2 separate regions of the Mus musculus genome follow, and region 2 is linked to region 1. The links are chromatin contacts, called in public HiChIP or PLAC-seq maps. All regions are on one chromosome and are shown on one strand. The core of a region is the stretch at or near the end of the contact, and the rest is flanking DNA. Distances in the headings are between cores, read along the strand shown.

Region 1 (6,367 bases), core at 1,375-3,874:
TCCAAAGAACATTGAAGAATTGTAAAGAATTGTATGTTTAACTTTTCAGTCAGAGTTACCTGTAATGTTTGGAGCTTTCTGTTTGAGACCTTTTGAGTTCTCACTTTAATTTTGCAATTGATTGCAAAAAGGGGGAAAGAAATCTCAGGCTGGATGCTGAGGTCCAAGAAGCACTTGTTAATAAGAATCTGAAGAAGAGAGTCCAGTAACTTGACCATTGTTCCTCAGAGGTTTTCCCTTGCCTTACTGGTGAAGGTATGTCCATGGACTGCAAGGGCAGTATGGGACTTCCTCTCTAACTCGTCAAGAAAGGGGACTTCTCCTCATCCTCCTCTTCCTCTTCCTCCTCTTCTTCAAAATTTATTCATTTATTTTATGTATATGAGTACACCATTGCTCTCTTCAGACACACCAGAAGAGGGCATCAGATCCCATTACAGATGGTTGTGAGCCACCGTGTAGTTGTTGGGAATTGAACTCAGGACCTCTGGAAGAACAGTTGGCGCTCTTAACCGCTGAGCCAACTCTCCAGCCTGAAAGGGAGATTCTTATGCTCTGACCTGGGAGGAAAGCTGGCAGAGACACAAATGCTTGCTGTGTCCAGTGCCAGAAGGAGAAGGTAGGGACCAGGTTGTCACTAAAAGATGGACAGGCAGACAACAGACAGACTGGTACTCAATTCAAGAACCAGTTCTTAGACAAGTCTTTGAGCATGAAATGTAAAGGAGTGGTCTTTGACTCTTGTGCATAACTACAGAGGCACTTGTGAGGATGCCACCATTGGCTTCCCCTGAGAGAACAGGACCCTGATTGTGGACAGGGGAAGAGCTGGCTCAAGCCTGATAACCGAGTTCAGTCTCTGGGACAGACCACAGGGTGTAAGAGAACTGAGAGATGAACGTTGGCCTGACTTCCACATACATGCTGTGGTATCCATACGCCCCTTCTCCCCCCACGTAAATAAAGGGATAATTGATGTTAAGTCCCATCTCCTGTGGGAATCTGCCATTTTCCATGGAGATTTCGGGGGATTTCGGAGGTAAGCGGTATGATCTTTTTATAAGGCTACAGTGAAGCTGTCCCTTGACCCCATGGAGAAACTAGTTCCTGAAGGGTTGAATGTATTTAAGTAGCACACGGCTGAACTGGAGACACTGCCAGAGAAATGTCTGCCTGGCAAATTGTGGTTCTGCCCCAAGAGGAGCCCTCTACCACCTTGATTTACCTGGCAGGAGAGGATCTTCTGCTGACTCCACTGCAGTTTTCCTTAAATTCCTCTGCTTTGTGTTGTGTCTCTGGGAGCCATTCATCTTTGTCACCCGCTCTACTTCTGCTATTTTTAGCCCGGTGCCAAAGACCTTACAGCTTCCTCAAGCTAAGGCTAAAGAATTAAGATCTGTTGTAAACAAAGCCTCACCCAGCCCCCCTTCCTCTTTCTTCCTTCAGGTGTTCTTTGGAATCAAGTTTACTCTCTTAGAACCTGGAGTACTCTCTAGGAGAGAGGGAGGGTCTTAGTCAGTTTTGACTCCAGAGACTTTCCTCCTTCGTAAGAACATCCTAGAAGAAAGGAACACTTGGTTGTTTTTTGTTTATTTGTTTGGATTTTTTGTTTTTGTTTTGGAACCTATTTTCACATGTTAAAGCATAAAACAGTAAAAAAAATTTTTTTTTGGCTTGTGAGTCATATCTGTGAGTTCATTTAGGCATGTTCTAGTGTTTGTTTAGCTCAGTCAGTTACTGTAGCATTTAACTTCGGATTTCATTGCCATAGGCTCTCGTGTGGGTTAAGTACCTTATGACTGGTGTCACTGTTGGCCACCTCTGGGAAAACACTGTTCCAGGCACATACTCTCTGAGTCCTTATCCTTTTATGATGCCTGTGTTTATAAAACCAGACTAACCAGACAAGCCACAGCGTAACTTAACTGTTCAGTTTTGCAGGGCTAAGCCTTACTAGCAGGCTATCAGGCAAAGTAGTGGATGCCCATGGTTGTTTTTACCCCTTGAAGAGAATAGGGGTGCTCACTCAGCCATTTCTTCCACCCCTCAAGTCCCTTGTGAGGCAGAGGCAGAGGCAGGAAGATCTCTGTGATCTCTGAGTTGGGAGCCAAGCCTGGTCTATATAGTGAGTTCTGGGCCAGCCAAAGGTCACATTGTGAGACTTTATCTCTGCAGTTTAAAAAAAAAAAAGGCTTGGAGACTGAAATGGGGTAGATATTTTCCGTGATGGCAGAATTCACAAGTGTAAACTTTGTACCTATTTTTTTTTAAAGATGAAGAAAACGTATTGTAAATTATCATTTTTTTTATTCCACTCTTCCAAGTTGAGTTTTGCCTCATTTTATTTTTATCTCTCCATCGATGTTTGCAGGGCTGCCTGTTTCCCCCAAGTGTTAATGTAAACACATTTTCTTTTGAGACAGATCAGCTCACTTCCCTCTGGAAATCCTTGCCTATGATGTGGTAACCCTCAATATAACTCTCCGGCCCGAATGACATTTCATAACTGTGTACAAATCAAACAGACTGTTGATATTAAATGACAACATTTAATGCCTATGTCAACAATTCACTTAAGTCTCATTTCATTAAAATACTCTTGATCTGGGAGCAGCCGCTCGTCTGAGTAGATAAAGCCCTTGACTTTCACCTCTCGTTTCCAGGTGAAAGTGTAGCTAGCTGGTGAGCTGTTAGCTGTTAGTCAGGTGGATTTTATAGGTTCTGGCCTGGGGGATTGGAACAGAAATCTAATTCTTATGATCAGGGGAAACCCCAGGTTGCCTGGTCAAGAACCAGCGATTCCCTTACCCCCACTTTATTTCCTGTGTCATTTGATTCCCACATCCAAATTTTAATTTTAAGCAAGGAACTAACATAGTTAAGAAAGTTAATGTCGTTTGCTTGAATTATATGTCCTTTCTTTTTTGTTTTTTTGTTTGTTTTTTAAACAGCAGCCACAGTTAGTTTCAAGTCTTTTACTCTTAATTGACTAATCAATAAATCAATTTGGGGACAGGGATTTTGTAGCTCTGACTGGCCTCTCGACCTTCTTATCTGAGGTTGACCTTGAACTTATGACCCTCCTGTCTCTACCTCCCATGTAATGATGGGATCGCAGGCATGAGTAGCACACCTGTAGTGTTGGATTGGCTTCCTGGCTTTCTTCAGGTTTTCTTCTTGGAAGTTTGAGAGCATTTTAGTTGGTGGATGCCTCCTGCAGACTCTTGACTCTCTGGGGAGAGCTGGTTCTCCCGCAAAAAAAAAAAAAAATATATATATATATATATATACACACATATATATATATATATATATATATATATATATATATATATATATATATATTGATTAGTTAGTTGGTTGATAGTGTTTGTGTGTGTGTCTGGGTGTACACATGTGTACCACATGCCTGCAGGAACCTTTGGAGGTTAAAAGGGTATTGGGTCCTTTGGCACGAGGTTATAAGTGGTTGAGTCCTCCTGTGGCTGCCAGGAGCTGAACCTGGATCTCCTGCAAGAGCAGTGAGTACTCTTAACTGCTGAGCCATCTCTCCAGCCTGGGGGATTCTCTCTTCCCCGTTTCCTGACTACAATCCTAATTTATGTGACAGTCTTTTATACACATTGAGTCCTCTGACTCCCTGTAGTTTAGGAAAGAAGGGCAGCCTTGCTAGGAACCTTCTCCTAGGCTGAAATGATCAAGGGTGGAGTTTCCTGCATTTCCACGTCAGGAGTTCTCCTGTCTTAGATGAAGGCAGTAAGTAGTCTCTGCCTGTAAGTGGCCAGCTTGGATATTTGAATAAAAAGAGTATTATCTATCACAAACACAGTTGCTGCTGCTCCTTTGAAGGTCTCATCCTGCTTCAGGCCCTGGTCCTGGCCACCCAGTAAATCTTTCTGCCTTGTACCTCCTGTATTGTGATCCCTCATCAAGTTCAGGGTAATAGAGAGGGAGGATTAATCTGTTGTCCAAGAGATTGGCATCTCCGAAAGGCCACAGCGAGAAAACACTGGCATTTTGCTAGATATTTATATACTTTGATAAACAGGGCAAAACTCTGAAATAAATGACATCCTTTGCCTCAGTTAAGCAGTGTCATTCGAAATAAGTGACCGTGTGTGTGGCTTCTTTCAGGGCCTAATAACATAGGGAAGGCAGGTAATTAATACAACCAAGATGACAGTGGGCTGTAATTGTCAGCACACTATGGAAGTCAGGTACCTCTTTTCCTTCTCAGTCTGGAGAATTGCTCCAGTATGGGAGTGGAGAAGACAAAGGGTACGATAGCAGTAGTTTCATTTCTAGACGATTCTGAAAGCTATTTAAAAGTCAGTGCAGGGTGTGCTTCACAGAAGCAATTTCATGGCTCCTTTAGGTTTTTTTGTGTAAACCCAGATAACCAAAATGTTAGCCCTGATTGATTATTGAAAAGGAAGGAGTTACATCAAAGGTGTGTTGAAGCCTGGGTGTAGGATAAAGGCTCTGGGGCTGGGGTCAGGAGCCCACACTAGTCTGTGTTCTTTCATAGAGTCTCAGTTGTGATTGGGAATGTAAGGGGCATCAGAAAGATGCTCGTTATTTGAGGACTGTTTCTGAACTCGAACTGTGCTAGCCTTGGATCCCATTCACACTCACTGGCTCTGATGCCGTTTTCCAGTCCACGTGATCAGTTTGGAGCTTCAGCATAATTTTATTTCTGCTTCACAGTTCTTAAAATCCTGTTTGGAAATGTCATTAGGAGGATAAGGGATGTAATGAAAACTACATCTCCTCATGTACCAAATCAAAGTGCATAGTTATGGAGCGGGCTATCTATACTGCACAACAGTTAACAAAATGAATTGGCCGCTTCCTGCATTTGAAGTTGCATAGTGGAAAATTCAATGAAACATTCAATAACTGGAAAGATCACATCAGAACCGAAGGCTCATTTAGCTGGAGTCCCCCCACCATATTATAAGGGTGAATGTTCGGTTTAGAACCAGGCAGAAAAGCTGTGAATGAAGTTAAGGATTGTGGGAGGCCTGGAGGTGGAAAGATAAGTTAGAGGCACTGTGCCTGGAAACCCAAGTTGGGATGCCAGCAGAAGGAAACTGACAGAAAGACGGGCCTCTGGGGACCAGTATTTTATAAGAATGGCGCTCCTGTCAGTACCTTCCATTGGAGGCTGAAAGTTATTTTTCGAAACTGTCATCTGTCAGGCTCTTCCCTAGGGCAAAAGACCTCAGGTTAGTGGTTGAACTTGCTTGGACAAATCCAGTGAGTCTGCCCAATCCTCACGTTGTGTAGAAAGACACAGAATGTGGTGAAAGGGGACTTTTTTCCTCCATAGTTGGTAATAGTGGGGATTTATTCTGTAAGTAAACGAATTGAATATGTGAATGAAAATATAAATGACAAAGCTTGCTGTTTTTCTGGAGGAGTTTCACTTGCCGTGAAGAGATTTGTCATGAACTTGCATGAACAATGAAAAATAAAATCCAGCAAAACTTATACTTTCAGGCACATGTGGTTGTGCGCATGTACGTGATTGCGGTTGCCTATAACATAATGAGGCTGTTAAACTCACTAGAATGGGCAAAACCGTAAAGTTAAGCTGCTTTAAAATATTGCTGTCACACACTGGCTTAGCAGAATCCATGTTTTCTTATAAAACACGGAGAACACTGTGAGATGGCATTGTAAGGAAATGCACCTTGCTACCCTAAGCAGTAGGCACACCTTTTCAGAATGCAAATGTGCAGGACCCAGCGGGGCAGCGTACACATTCCTGAGTTTTCTTCCTCTGAGTTTTAAGTAGGTTGGTGGTATAGAAAGGGGCTGCGTCTGATTATGACTCTTTCAGGGGGAAAACTGTTTCACCAGACTGACCTTAAGTCCAAAATGGAGAGTAATTCAAAGCCCCAAGGGGGCTTAAGAAATGAAGGTAGCTTATTGGTTTTGGCAGCCAAAGGGTTGGCTGGAAAGACCATTGAGCCCCTTAGTTGACAGACAATGCTGACAAGCTGAGCCGAAAGCCTGTGTGCCATAGCAAGCGCAGTCATTATTTTCATTGGCAGAGTGTATTGCTCACAGTTTTGGGTAGTCTGTCCATTTTGTCAGTAATTTAATCTAGGTCGGAAAAGGCATGTGGTATGAACTGCTATTGTCACACATCCCCGCAGGCATACCTGGCAGGTTCCATTCCAGCTTTTAATGAGGAGCCTTGCTTTATGCTGGGGTCCTGCTGGTGCCTTGCAATATCTTTTCTGGGGTGTTTTAAAATGGAAGTTAGGTCTTAAATCGAACAAGGTGTCTGCAGGAAAGTTAATAAGACCCCCCTCCACCCCTACCTTGTTTTCTGCTCCTTGTAAATTTGATAATTAGG
Region 2 (6,367 bases), core at 1,741-4,240, 100 kb after region 1:
TATATATATATATATAGACATCCCAATTACCTTGTCTTATCTCCATTAAATTTAATCTGTTCTTATTGGGATACAACTAAATTTTTGTTACTCACATGGACTTAGGAAGGAGTGACATATACAGTTAACAAATAAATACAAAATGAAATTGAATATAACCGTCTTGATGTGCAAAGGAAGATGAGTGGAAGAGAGAGTTGATTGCATGTCTGGAAGCATATCTGGCTGATTTATGTCCTAATTTTAGTACTGAGTTTCCTTTGTAATAGTAAAATGTCACATTAGCATGTCCCTTTTAATAATCTAATATGCTACCAGTGACAATAAATACATGCACCAAGTCTAGCTCAAGGTATCTCTAACTTCACAGGCCCGTGACCCTTCCCCGTGTAGTTAAATCACCCAGATGACCCTGCTGTCATATATTTTTAATTGTAAAGCACTTGAAATTAATCATGTTTTATTTCTTTTTAAATAAGCGCCTCAAGTGCAGCGGTGCACAGTTTTGCTCACGGCACTTATCCACTCTTAAAGAAAATTAAAGATCGGAAAGGGTCTGTGTCTCAGAGGCAGCAAAGCCATCCACACAGGGAAAACACAGCAGAAGGAAACGATGCATGCATGCTAGGCCTACACCCAGTCTCGTGCCCGTGCACTGAGTAAAAATTGAGGTCGGTGCATGAAACAAAGTAGAAACATTTTAAAGTATTACCGCAAGTCATCAGTGGTCATAACCCAAGGTCTTGAGGACCTCAGTGAGGGCGGAGGTTTCTTCCACTCTGGGAGGCAACAGAGTGCCTTTCATTTAAACTACGCACAGCTAATCTTTAGGAGAATTGGACTCTGGCTCCGAACTAATTATGATTTACAGAAATTGATAATTTGTCTTCGGCATGTGTCTGCAGGAAGAAATTACTATTAAATTTGATTAACAAATGACAGATTTCAGCCCAGTAATTTACCATCTTTATTAGCAAACTTAGAAAACTTCTCAGTGCCATCCTGGTAGTTCATCCTGGAATACCATGGATACCTACACCCTCGGCACGGAGCTACCTTCCTGTGAACAAACACATCTCTGTGTGGTTTGTCTTCTCCATCCTCAGGCACGGTCCATGTGTTCAAGCTGATTTCCCATGAGAGGTGGAACTTAATAATATGTAATTAACTTCCCAAAATGAAGGATCTGGCCTTCCAAGTACACTCTCCACGGGCTCCCTCGGAATATTGAGGCGTATGCAAGAGGAGGCTGTGCTTCTGCAGCCACCTCAGTTTCTCACACTCCACTCTGTCAAACAAATGTTTTTCCTTCTCTCTGAAACAGATTGCAGACCATCCATTTGTTTAAAGCTGAGTCTTAATATCCAGTTGACACTGCGCGTGACTTAGGAGCCTCTTTTGCAGGCTCATAATTGAGACGTGAAACTGTTGTAACATGGCAGCAAAGTGGGGTATTAAAACGTTTCTCATGCGAGTAACATGATTATTTCTAAGTACACTAACATCCATGTTTTTATATAGTTGAGAACATATTCCATTGGACTAAGCAGTCTATTGGAATCATCACTGTGGTAAAAAAAAACAAAATGCCCTTTTATGTTCTCCTATCAGGAGAACCTTCTTGTATGTGAAAAGGGGAAGTTGAGAGGCTGGAGAGAAGGCTCCTCAGGGGTTAAGATCATTGCTACTCCTGCACCCATATCCACAGTTTGCAATGGTTTGTAACCCCAGTTCCAAGAAATCTGACACCCTCTTTTGGCTTGTATGGGCACCTGCACATACATGGTACACATCTGTATTCTGGAGCAGTGCACATGTATGTAAAATAATTCATAAATAAATATTTTAAAAGATAAATTCAATAGCTGGTTTCTAATTTTATTTCATATCTATCAATGTTTTGCCTGCATGTGTATCTGTGTACCATGTGTGTGCATGGTAACCTAGGAAGTCAGAAGAAGGTGGTGGATCCCCTAGGAGCTAAAGATAGTTGTAAGTCCCTCTGTAAGTGGTGGGAATTGAACCTGTGTCCTCAAGAAGAGCAGGTAGTGCTCTTAAATGCTGGGCCATCTTTCCAGCCCCCAATTAGCCTTTTAAGGAACTAGAAGCAACGCTTAATTTTATAATGATGTGAAATAAATGTTCTGTTATCTAATAGTTCACCAGCAAAGTCTGCAGTAGCCTCCTTTCTCAAGGATGCAGCTTGTGTGTGATGCTAATATTCAAATGAACCTGCCACAGTGAGTGATGGGAGGTGCTAATAACTCCGAGTGGGGAGATGAAAACAACATATTGCACACACCTGCTCTCCGCCTCATGTCAGCCTCATCATATCACTGAATGAGTGAGCTGAATGAGGGGAGTCAGAGGCCAGACAGCAGCAAGACACATGTCCTTGGATCTGGAAGCCTCACTGTCACTGTGGTCCACTCTTGACCTTTGACCCAGGGATGCAAAAGAAGGCAGAGCCCTTACAGCAGTGTTTCCTGTGGGGGTATTGGCAATGCTGAGTGTTCTATCAACCCCTGATTTCAATCTTTCTTAGTACTGCGTTGGGCATGGGTGTTTATGTACTAATTTTGTTTAATAGTCTCCATCTTGTTTTGTCTCTTTGTATTTCTAGTGTTCTTATTAAAGTAGGATGGTCAGTAATCTAATCAGGCAGAAGGGAATGCTTTAAGCAGGTAACTGACCGTTGTTGCTGAAAATGGTCAGGATTCTAGAGAGAAACAAGTTAGCAACAAGCTAGACAAAACCCTGGGATGGACCATGAGGCAAACCCTTATAAAGGATGATAGATTTTAGAGAACTGCAGATAGCTCGTGCAGTTCACCCAACAGAAACCTTCTCCTAGCAACTTATGTTCATTTAAAAGCTAAGGACACATTGATGTCCAGCCCAGGAATGCACTGAATGAGGCTCCTGAAATGTCTGTCATCTGTGGGCTCCTGAAGCCCTCCAGACTTGTTTGCTTATTCTCGCCCTGTCATTCTTTGTCATTTCCTAAACATCGTCCTTTGAGTACAAGCCAAACCATGTAAAGGTAGCAAAGTGAGTCACTTGAGGACCAGAAGGATGTGTAACCAAAGTGGACATTTGAAAGATGACTGCATCCGCTGTCTTCCCTGTTCTGAAAGCAAACTGAAGAAGATCTCCGAGAAGAGGAACTTTGAGAGAGAATGAGATTTATACAGAAGGGTCCACAGGGTTTGGGATTACTGTGGAACCACAGCGACCCTTAGGCATTGCATAAGCTAAAAAGAATGGACACTCCCAAAACCCAATGAACAAAGTATCTTCAGCTTAATGTAGTTCCAGGGAATCACTTGGATGCATCTATGATTTTTCTTTTCAATTCAGAGTCTCAGAAGTCAAGTTGAACCACCAACAAAAATGGAGTGAAGAAATGTTTGAACACCTTGGGGGGCGGGGGAGAGCAAGAAAGTCCTTGATAGGGGAAAGAGCACTGAAGTCTTGCTCTGACAAGTGGGACCCCTGCCACTAGGCTCTGTCAGCCCAGAGTGCTTCTGGGAAGACCACTAACAGAACGAGCAGCCTGTAAACATGAGCAAGTTAAGGACTCGCCAGCCCCGTGGTTAGGAGTGGAAGTCAAGCTAAAGATTAAAGACAGCTTGACAAAATCCTACATGCAATCCAGCTGGGCTTTACACATTATGAGATGTGGTCGGACAGAATGAGGGTGTTTAAAAAAATGATTGCTATTATGCAGCTGGAGGGCAGCGGGCTGAGCTGGGCGTGTGCCAGGGGAACTTGTGCTGCTTGTGTAGATAAACTTGCAGGGCTTCGGCTTTCAACCCCGTCCACTGCTTTCTGTCAGCCTCTCTTAACCTTGTCCTGTCCCTTGCTGAGCCCTGACATTTTCAGTGCAGGAGAAAATCGTGTTAAATTTATGTATGAGGAGGGGTACGCCTGTGTGTGTTGCTAGACTCGGATTTTAAGTGTTTGGGCTCTTTTGATTAGTTCTGCCCTTGGTTTATTTTGTAGTCACAGAGGAACTTATAAACCAGTGTTGAGTAAGAGTCTTGGTGCAGCTTCCCGTGTTCTTGGTCAGCACGGGAGCAGGCCTTCGTGGGGGCTCTGCGGAAGAACCTCGGCCCTCTGAGAAAGCCAGGTGAGCTCATGCTGTTTGCCTAAGCCTGCTGGAGCCCACACTCGTGTTTTTGGTCAGTGACTTAACAGGGATTTTGTCCAAGACTTTGTTTGATGAAAGAATTACAAAATGGATGATGTTAAGTTCTGATGGAGACTTGTGAGCACTGGACTTGGGAAGGAGGATTTGGACCAGACTGTACAACATCTGGGGCAGCTATCAGAGGACAGTATATTCTCCTTTTCCCTTTAGACAGGTAGTGGGATGTCGCTGAGGATGACTGAGAGGTCCAGAAGCCATGTGAAAGAGGGATACCTGTGTCAGAGTTGTCAGGCAGAGGGCTGTTGCAGTGGACTAGGAGTGTGAGCAATGGTTTCTGTTAGCCAGTCAGTAGTAGTCTTGGGAGAACCATAGGTGTTGCCTCACATCCCAACTCCCAAATACATGTCTCAGGCTCATTGAAGTGGTATGATAGGAAGGATCATAAAGTCGTGTCTGTGTTCCTTTCAGACGGGAGGTAAAGAAGATGCTCTGTAATCCATTAGTGATGTCTGCGATGGGTGGGGATGGTGGCTCCTCTCTATGGAGATGTTACCCCTGATAGACATACCTCAGCAACACTTAAGAGAAGTTTTAAGGATTAGTGGCTGACTAAATATGGTGGGGAATCGGGAAGTTTGGAGGGATATTATGATGGCTAGTACTGAAATCTTGACTGACCTGACTTAGCAAAATGACAATTAAAAGCTAATTACTCAGTAAACATTGTTGATTGAGGCTAGAGCCTGAGATTTGGGCTGGAAGCGGCCAACATGGTTCTGATCGTTGTACTCTTGTAACGGGGGCTGAAGAGCTAGAGAGGACTGCTGGTAGATAAGAAGAGATAGCCTGAAACCACGTGACCCTCCTAGTCTCCAAGCCTGGATGTATGGGCTTCTCACATCTTGAATCAGATTGCAGAAAGGAGACTACCCAGTGAACTTGGCAGGTGAATTTGGAACCAGTGTGTATTAGGAGGTCTCTCTGGGCTTGTCAAGATTCCATTGGTACCTTTTATTTTATATCTATGGGTGTTTTCCTGCATGCATGTATATATACACTGTGTATGTGCCTGGTGCTACCAGAGGCCAAAGGAGAATATCAGATCCTTTGGAACTGGACTTTTTCAGATGGTTGTTAGCTGCAATGTGGATGTCAGGAATTGAACTCGGATCCCCTTCAACCACCCCAAGTGCTCCTAACCACTGATCTAACACTAGCTCTTGTTATTAAATTCTCATTAAGCACAAATATGGTAATTACCATGATTTAGTGTCTGAAATAAATGGAAGATTAGTAGCAAGAAGCTAGTTCTTTGTTAGGGAGAAGACGGACTTGAAGGAGTTAAGAGTTCACTCTGAGTCTCACAGGTAATAAATGTCAGGATTGGGTCTTAGACTTAGGTCTGGTGGTTGTCTTCTTGTGTGCTTTCCCTGTTATCATATGCTATCTGCTAGAATATATATGATACAGAGCTGAACTTTATATATAGAAATAAAGGATAAATGATGTGCATAATCTGACAGAATCATTTGGAGAAGTGGAGATGCTGACAGTACCCAGCTTTTGCCCTTTACATTTTGCCTCTGCGTTCATACATTCATAAATATATTTAAACCTGTCTCTGAATATTTAGGTCATTTCTAGTCATTTGCTCTTATAAATAGGAGAGAGATGGTATAAATTAGCCAGACTGCCTACGTTTAAATCCAAGCTCCACCACTTCTTACCAATGAGATCTTTGGTAAGTTTCTTAACCTTTGTGTCCCAGTTTCCCTATTTGCAAAATGGGATGATAATGGCTTGCCTCATACAGCTATTGTGGCAGATGCATGCGGATGCTATGTAAAGTACTTAGCATAACAATTTGGCACATGGCAAGCTCATATAGGTAAGAGCATAATTTGGGGGTCAGACTTCTTTGGGTTTAAGTTCCAGCTCCATCTTTTTCTAGTTGTATGACCTTGGCCATAACCTTAGCTCCCCCGGGCTTTGCTTGTAAGCCCTTTTATGGCTGTTGGAAGGTGGAGTTAAATGAGATAATGCAGAAAAGTTGCTTTCATGGTACTTAAACAGAGGACACAATACAAGATCATTGTTTTCATTATTACTGCCATAATCGTTATAATTAGGACTAATGCCATAATGAACATCGTGTACATCAATTTTTGTGTGTCTTTGTGACTGTTACCTCAGGGTAAATTCTTAAAGCATAAT

What was found. HiChIP or PLAC-seq counts read pairs in DNA pulled down with a chosen protein or histone mark.
Region 2: an HNF4G HiChIP or PLAC-seq map of pancreatic cancer cells shows a contact between it and region 1. The contact joins two enhancer-like sites. A contact is called at or near these places in 27 of 484 Hi-C or Micro-C datasets (the AML12 cell line, the HL-1 cell line, LSK cells and 17 more), 4 of 115 datasets of contacts at active chromatin or transcription factors (bone marrow-derived dendritic cells, embryonic stem cells, microglia and 1 more) and 2 of 9 other capture datasets (embryonic stem cells and liver).

The regions. Positions count from the first base shown.
Region 1 is chr9:47,580,372-47,586,738 of GRCm38.p6, forward strand. The region is part of intron 1 of Cadm1 (cell adhesion molecule 1); the gene reads left to right. Among named protein-coding and RNA genes, the nearest start is that of Cadm1, 53 kb to the left of the region's middle. Within about 2 kb of position 2,625, at least 29 of the 459 cell types and tissues checked have an H3K27ac peak or open chromatin away from gene starts, as enhancers often do. A contact at or near this core is called in bone marrow-derived macrophages and pancreatic cancer cells, where this site is marked.
Region 2 is chr9:47,684,766-47,691,132 of GRCm38.p6, forward strand. The region is part of intron 1 of Cadm1 (cell adhesion molecule 1); the gene reads left to right. Among named protein-coding and RNA genes, the nearest start is that of Gm10677, 130 kb to the right of the region's middle. Within about 2 kb of position 2,991, at least 25 of the 459 cell types and tissues checked have an H3K27ac peak or open chromatin away from gene starts, as enhancers often do. A contact at or near this core is called in bone marrow-derived macrophages and pancreatic cancer cells, where this site is marked.